Linked DNA regions of Arabidopsis thaliana: region 1 is linked to region 2. Evidence: chromatin contacts called from public capture Hi-C data. All regions are on one chromosome and are shown on one strand. Each heading gives the region's core, a stretch centred on a gene start, on an enhancer-like site or on the middle of the called end of the contact. The rest is flanking DNA. Distances are from core to core; before and after follow the strand shown. Region 1 holds the start of AT1G02990. Region 2 holds the start of AT1G02770.

Region 1 (3,643 bases), core at 1,072-3,571, 81 kb after region 2:
CTGAAAGCTTTTCTTTCTCAGCTTTAAGTACGGGACTAATTTGTTTTTCTTCTTTTGATTCTTTCGAATCACCAAAGAATCCCTTACACATGTGTTCGGATTCTTCAATATCTTCCTGCAATTTATCTGGTACATTCTTCTTAATTATATTTACAGCAGCGTCCTTGCCTCTCTGACTATTCATGGTAACAATGGAGCTTGAACCTTTTTGTGACCTCTGTACTTTAGGCAGTTTTGACTTTAAAATTTGCTCTTCATTCCTTGTCTCACTCTGAGTACCCTTAACCACAGAAGAATAATCTACATGTTCAATACTTGGAGCTTTCTCCCGCTTGGGATTACTTTCCAATGAGTTTAGAGGTTCACCTTTTATCAGGTACACGTCTTTTCTTACGTTAATACTTTCAGTTTCCTTAACACTTCGATCTGAAAATGCCACTACATTATCTTCTAGTTCCGGCTTTGAACCCATCAAAGCTGCATCTTTGTTCGTTCCTCTTAATATACTCTCCACATTAGAATCTGATACGTTATCAATCTCTTTTGCCGGGTGGATATATGAAGGTGATAGACAGGATAAAAGTGGAAGCTTCATAGTCTTGGAAACAAGCTCCTCACAGGACTCTTTGTCAGCCTCTTTTTCAGTATTGGATACGGTATGATTTCTGTCAAGCTTGTTTGACGGTGGCCTATACTTTACCCTATCCCTTAACTTTTCCTTCTTCCCAATAGGAAACTTACCAGCACGCTTTTGTGAATCAGAAACAACTAAACCATCGGGTGTACTTTTTGCATCCGTCTTGTTTGTAGAACCATATCCAGCATCTTTCAAAATCTTTTCTTTCGATCCCAACTGAATAAGATCATCAGAGAGAGGTGATAACAGCTGATCTTTATGCAAAGGGAATGACACCATAGCCTACACACACAAAGGTATATGTCAAACTCATATTCATCATTGTTCAATCTTTAAGGAGAAGGAAGAAACAGAAAAAGAAAACAAAATCACCATAAGAATTTTAGTGGGCGAATCACAAATCCCATTCAGTAAATCTTGTTCAACTTCTGAGAGGCAATTCACCCGCGATGCTGATGGTAGCATATTGAGGCCTTCTTTAGTAAAGGTAGAAACGTTTTTGAGTGACGAGAGGTCACTTGAACCAACTTTTATACGAAACCTGAGAGTCTTATGATTTGATGGAGCAGAAGAAGAAGTTTTTGCGTCAGACATGTGTTTGCTATCAGGTGTCCCTATATGACTTGATTTGACAAACTTGTTTAATTTGACCAAAACATCAGAAGCAGGAGGTTTTGAAGCGGATCCGGATATTGATAGTTGAGGTACTAGTGATGAAGCTGAGCAATTAGATCGACCACCCTATAAACAGAAAATGACATTCACTATAAAAGCTTAAATTCAAGCTCTAGTCGAAGTTTGAGTTGTTTAATGATCTTTACCAATTGGTTTTGTTGAACTTCTGGTGAAGTCTTAGGACGTGAACAAACAGGAGATCTCTGATACATAGACAAAAAGGAACCATAGCCACCAAACTTTGCACCTATAAACATTCATTGAATTCATAAATGAACATAAGAGAAAGCAACAAAGTTTAAATATACAAGAAAACTTACCCAAATTTTCAGCAGAAACTCCACCTTCAAAATCTTTCTGAAAATGTCCCAAGACGTTTTCGAGTTTCTCATCCTTAAGAAAAGGAAAAAAGAAAGGATTCTATCTAAGTAGTAGTTGTAGAAGAAGAAAAGGAAAACATAGTTAAGAGGTCAGAAGAAGCTTACAATGTAAGAGAGAGCAACATCTGGGTCAACGCAAGAAACATAAGAATGTGTACTTTCTTCCTCAAAGTCACAATCTTGCATGATTTCTTCACCTAATCCACCAAACCCTAACCCTAATTCGCTTCTAGCATCGCTACTACTCACCAAAATCATCTAAAACCCAAACCTATATATATCATATCAATCGAAGAAGCTAAAATCTTCCAAATTTCCTCAGAAAAAAACTTAGATCGATCGAGAGAATAAGCAAAACTCTTAAATACCCATTTACATAGAGAGACTTGAACAAAGCAGCCCGATAAAATCAATCAGCTGAATTCGTTGGATAATGCGATTCAGAATCCAGAAAGCGAATAACGCCCAGATTTGGGAGAGCTCACGTGAAGAGCTTTGAAGAGAGAAAGCTTTAAAAAAAAACTTGAAGATCGAAACGACAGAGGAGGTTCCTCACGTTGCAAATTCAAAATTCCGTTTTTTGATTCCTCATTCTCTGTTTTCTCGAACAAACGAAAAAGAGGAAAAAAAATTAACTCAACAAAAATAATTTCCTAAAAAAAAAAATTGATTTCGGACCAGCTCGCCCAAACAAAGCAAATCCCACGTGACAAGTGATGTCATAGTGGTCAAGTTCGTCATTTCAGTCTTCAAAGATTTGTCTTTTTTTTGCAAGTAAAATCTCCTTAATCATAAAAATTTTTACTGTAATTTAAAAAACTTTCGCCATATGGATTCTATGCTTCACGTAATTAATGGAATTTAGTCACGTGTGGAAAACAAAAACGCTATTTTTGGAATGCCAATTGAAATAATTGTTTGGAGAAAATATTCTGAAATTACTAACAACACCATAATCAAACAGATAATATAAAACACAAACCTAATATAACAAACTGATGATTTTATTTCCTACCCAAACCAAAAACAGAATTCTTTTATGAACCGTTGTGGAAATTTTTTTAAGAAAACCTTTTACCATTGAATAATCTGCTTCACTTGTGTGTTATATTATTACATGGAACTATGGAAGCGAAGAATCACTTGTGCGTAACCAATCAAAGGTAATTCAAACCAAGAAAATTATTTTACATTATTGATTCTTTAATTTTACTATCAATTGACTAACCAAATCAACAGAACTGTTCAGAGAAAATAGTCTGGGAAAAAAATATGAAATGTCTTCATTATAAGCTAATTTTTATGTACTGAGAGGGGTTTAGCTCGAACGGCCTTGAAATTGATCTCGAAGCATCTCATACTTCTTAAGCTCAGTTATGGAGAGTGATGGCGAGAGCTGATCCATTGCCTACAAAGAAGACAAAGTGGGAAACTATTATAACTCTCGACTGATAAAACCGAACCATAACAAATTAACATTTCTACTCAACCATGAAAATGGCAACTCTTTTTGATGAGTAGATGAAGGAAAAGAGTTTTAACCTTTATAAAATCCACATACTCTACAACGACTGAATCGGGATCATCTTCTTCTGTAGGCATATCCCCTGAATCCGATTTTGACACCTGCATTTGCCAAGTATGCAGATACAAAGCGATTTCAATAAAAGCTTTTACAGAGACTTATATAGTCTTAAATTTCAACCCTATCCCTCTCACCTTTCGCTTAGCTGCCTGAAACCAAGCATCAGCACACAAGGCGTACATATCAGCGCCGGTGAATGTAGAGGGACACTTCTTTGCTACTGAATAAAGAGATACATCTTCGCTTAACTTAAATTTCCGAGTCAGTGCTTTAAGTACCCTGTCAAAAACAAGAATCAGGAAGCTTCTAATTTTTTTTGTCTTTGGACATGCTTTTGATTGTTTAAATGCCTAACCTTTCCCTGTA
Region 2 (3,543 bases), core at 222-2,721:
ATAGTTTTGCGTTCAGTATGCTCATCACCAATCCGACACTTGGTGAAGCCCTTAAAAGTTATGTACACAATTGCAGTTTTGGCATTGAGTAGTCTCTCATTCGGCGGCAGCATATCGTCCTTGGTTTCTATCACCGCTTCCACAATCTTCAGCTTGGACAGATCGCTCTGCACCAACAACAGTTGAGAAACAAAACCAAAAGTTATTGATTATCACCAACTCATGGTGTGTCATTGATATGCAAAAAAGATACAATTAAAGAAAAAGTCAAGACTTACATCTGAGATTCTCATCCTATCATGTGATACGAGTACAAGTTGCAAATATAGAGAAATCCAATCATTGTTACGCAACTCAGATTCCTTCACCTAAATGAAAAAGCAATAATAAAAATAATAAAAAAACATATCAGTAGTCCTGCTTATAATCGATCATGAACAAAACAAAACTGATGATGCTGTGTCTTACCCGGTAGAATCGTTTTCCATCATTGAAATCTGACGGCCACTCAGGCGATTCTTCCACTGAAAAACTCTGCGGAGCTAAGACGGACTCATTGGTGGACACAGCTATATATGCAACATGCATGATTTATCAGCAAGTGATGAGACTACCTACTTTTATAGTCTACTTGTATATATATAGAAGAAGAAAAACAACAACAACAACAATGTTTACTTACCTTTAGGTCTAGCAATTAGAACCGTCAAATCCATAGTGCTAAGACAGTGTTCATCAACTTGAACCTGAAAGGTTTGCTGCGAACGGCTAACTGGATCTTGTGCAAGTAAAGTTATGTAGAAAGGGGACAAATGCATCATTAACTTGTTGAATTTCATTACATCAACGAGCTTGAAGTTCGTCCCCTGAGAAAAAGAGAGCAATTAAATGTCATGTATGTACACAAGCATTCTGTTACCACGATGGAGTTTTTTTTACCTCCAACATATTGTAGCGATGAAGCCCCGCACTAGCATAAAGCTTGACCAATACAGGATCAGGATGCCTACTATTGGGCAGATGACAGTCGTAGTGTATCAATGGAGTGCCCCCTGGTGGTGCTTGGATTCCCTCGACATCGAAACCCTAATTACGAAAAAATTAATAATAAATCACTTAGCAAGAAGAGAAATTTTCGTTCAAAAAAACAGAACAATCATAGATTAAGCAGATCTATTAAAGTTAATCTTTGTGACAAATTTAAGCAACATGCAACAACAGTCGTCATCTTGAACAACCCAAAGGTAAAAATCCTCTAAATTAACAATTAAGAAAATGAAAGAATTACATACATCGGATTCATCCACTCGAGCCCAGTAATCCTCCACTTCAAGGCATAACTCCTCGGCTTTATCATCCCCATACCTCATAATCACACTCATATCCATATTCTCTTCCTCCTCGCTGTGTGATTCGGGAATTTGTTGTTTTCAGGATTTGTTGAGTTTTTTACCCATGCAGGCGAAATGTCCTTTCTCTTCTATATATCCATCCGAAATTCATTTATGGGCTTTTGTTGGGCCTTGTCAACCCAAAATACAAGTTTAAAAAGAACATTTATTATATAAATAAAAGGAAAATTATCTAATAAATTACAGATAGTATAATAATAAAAGTATTACAATCACTGTTTTTTGAAAAAGTGTATTAAATTATATCAATTGAAATAAGATAATATAATAGATTTATAATACTAAAAAGAAAAGAATCACATATATTATTTATTAAAATATATCATCTTATTGTATAAGCTAGACTTTTCAAAGTTTGTAATTTCTTTTTGTGACACATGTCAATCAATTCACCACGCATATTCAATCATAATATTTTTATTGGATTTTGATATATGTAACATTATTGATTTTGACATGTGTTTATAGTTTTACATTTTCTTATGATAATAATTAAAAAAAAAGAAAGATAATTGTAGTTTTTGGATTAAACGTGATAAAATGTGTTGGAGATATTGGTGATACAGCTATGTATTTCCTACATGTAAATAAATGTATACGTTAATATCTCCAACGCATATCCAAAATCACACACATTGGTTTATTGGTGTGTGTATAGAAGTCGTGTCAATGTGAGACCTTTTTCTTTGTCTTATTCTCTTGTCAAACACATATTTGCTCGTTATAGTAATAAGACAACAAGGAGAACATAGACTCGCATACGAGTTGTAAAAAGCTTTAGCTGTTATCTAAAAGAAAATGAAAGTATACCATGTATAGTAAAAGCTAGAAAAAAACATGGGAGTGGGTGTTGGTTAGTAGTGTTTTATGAATTGGCGCTTACAGGTTGGTACGTAATACCTCCACTGATATTTAATGACAGTGATGTTTTTCATATGTTACTGTGAATTTGTTATTAGTGTTTGATTAATGTAAAGGATTGAAATGAAAACATATCAGTATCGTTTGGGTTGATGTATTACAGTTATTATCAAATAACGCTTCTACTAAAAGCTCTCAGCAGACAGAAGAGGTGGACCACTTGTTGGATCATCTGGAGGAGTAGAGTGAAGAATCAACAAAACGAAAGTCAAAAGAAAATAAACAACACTTCGAAATAGATGATGGTTGTTATTGCATATATTAATTCTAAAATTTAACAATTTATGGATGGATTAATGGATGGTTATTTTGTAATTGCGTATGACGAACGAAAAACAATAAGAAACCAAAAAAAGAACAACTTGCAAAGTAGGTCTGTTGAAACACTGTAAGCTAAAAATCTGAAAGCATAAAGATTAACTGACATAAGTTATGTTCTTTGCGAAAATAAAAGTTATTCCACAAACGCATTCGATAAAACATTCAAAACCTTCTTCAGAGTCTAATCCGTGAACTGATGATCGATATAGCTTCACACTATATATCCTCTTCACTTCTTAGACTTCTTCTTCGGTACACTGCACAAGCAAAAAAACACACATACACGATTTAGATAGATGTTAACCAATTTGAAACAAATTCAATTCACAACAAAATTGAAATAACACTTACGCTGCAGTTGGAGCAGGTGTAGCAGCAGGTGCTGGAGCAGCTACAGGCGCAACATCTCCACCGGGACCCTACAAGCAAACAATCCACAACACATAAGAATCTCTGATCAAAATTAAAAAAAAACTTTATAAAGTTTGTAAGAAGTTAAGCTCTGACCTTAGCTAAACGCTCCTCTCTCCTAGCATGCTTCCTTTCTCGGCTAGCCTTGTTCTTCGCCCTCTTAGCCTCAAACTGATCAGACAGAGTCTTCTCCCTAGCCTTCTCAGCCTTTGACTTGTGGATACTCTCCATCAAGACACGCTTGTTCTTGAACACATTACCCTTAACACGCATGTACATGTCATGGTACATGTGCTTGTCAATCTTCTTCGTCTCTCTGTATTTCTTCAACAGACGCCTAAGAACACGCATCCTACGCATCCACAGTACCTTTGTTGGCAACCTAGCTTCACGGGTACCCTTCCTCTTACCTATTTAATCATAAACACAGGAAAAAAGGCAAGAGTAAACAACGCTAATCATTCTTCAAAATCACGAT

The links. Capture Hi-C pulls out chosen DNA fragments and counts their contacts.
Region 1: a contact with region 2 is called in a capture Hi-C map of seedling, with 1.5 times the contacts expected there. The contact joins the promoter of AT1G02990 here to the promoter of AT1G02770 in region 2. A contact is called at or near these places in 2 of 3 other capture datasets (root and seedling).

The regions. Positions count from the first base shown.
Region 1 is chr1:685,047-688,689 of TAIR10.1, forward strand. AT1G02990 reads right to left here and starts at 2,322. Exons shown (of 10, transcript NM_001331374.1): 1 at 1,798-2,322; 2 at 1,633-1,705; 3 at 1,459-1,559; 4 at 1,010-1,378; 5 at 1-919. The coding sequence starts at 1,950. PEX6 (peroxin 6) reads right to left here. Exons shown (of 13, transcript NM_100181.5): 10 at 3,633-3,643; 11 at 3,412-3,556; 12 at 3,235-3,318; 13 at 2,749-3,100. The coding sequence ends at 3,011.
Region 2 is chr1:605,237-608,779 of TAIR10.1, forward strand. AT1G02770 reads right to left here and starts at 1,472. Exons shown (of 6, transcript NM_100156.5): 1 at 1,293-1,472; 2 at 940-1,086; 3 at 683-866; 4 at 469-569; 5 at 279-368; 6 at 1-167. The coding sequence starts at 1,388. emb2386 (Ribosomal protein L19e family protein) reads right to left here. Exons shown (of 5, transcript NM_100157.4): 3 at 3,162-3,475; 4 at 3,006-3,073; 5 at 2,563-2,911. The coding sequence ends at 2,884.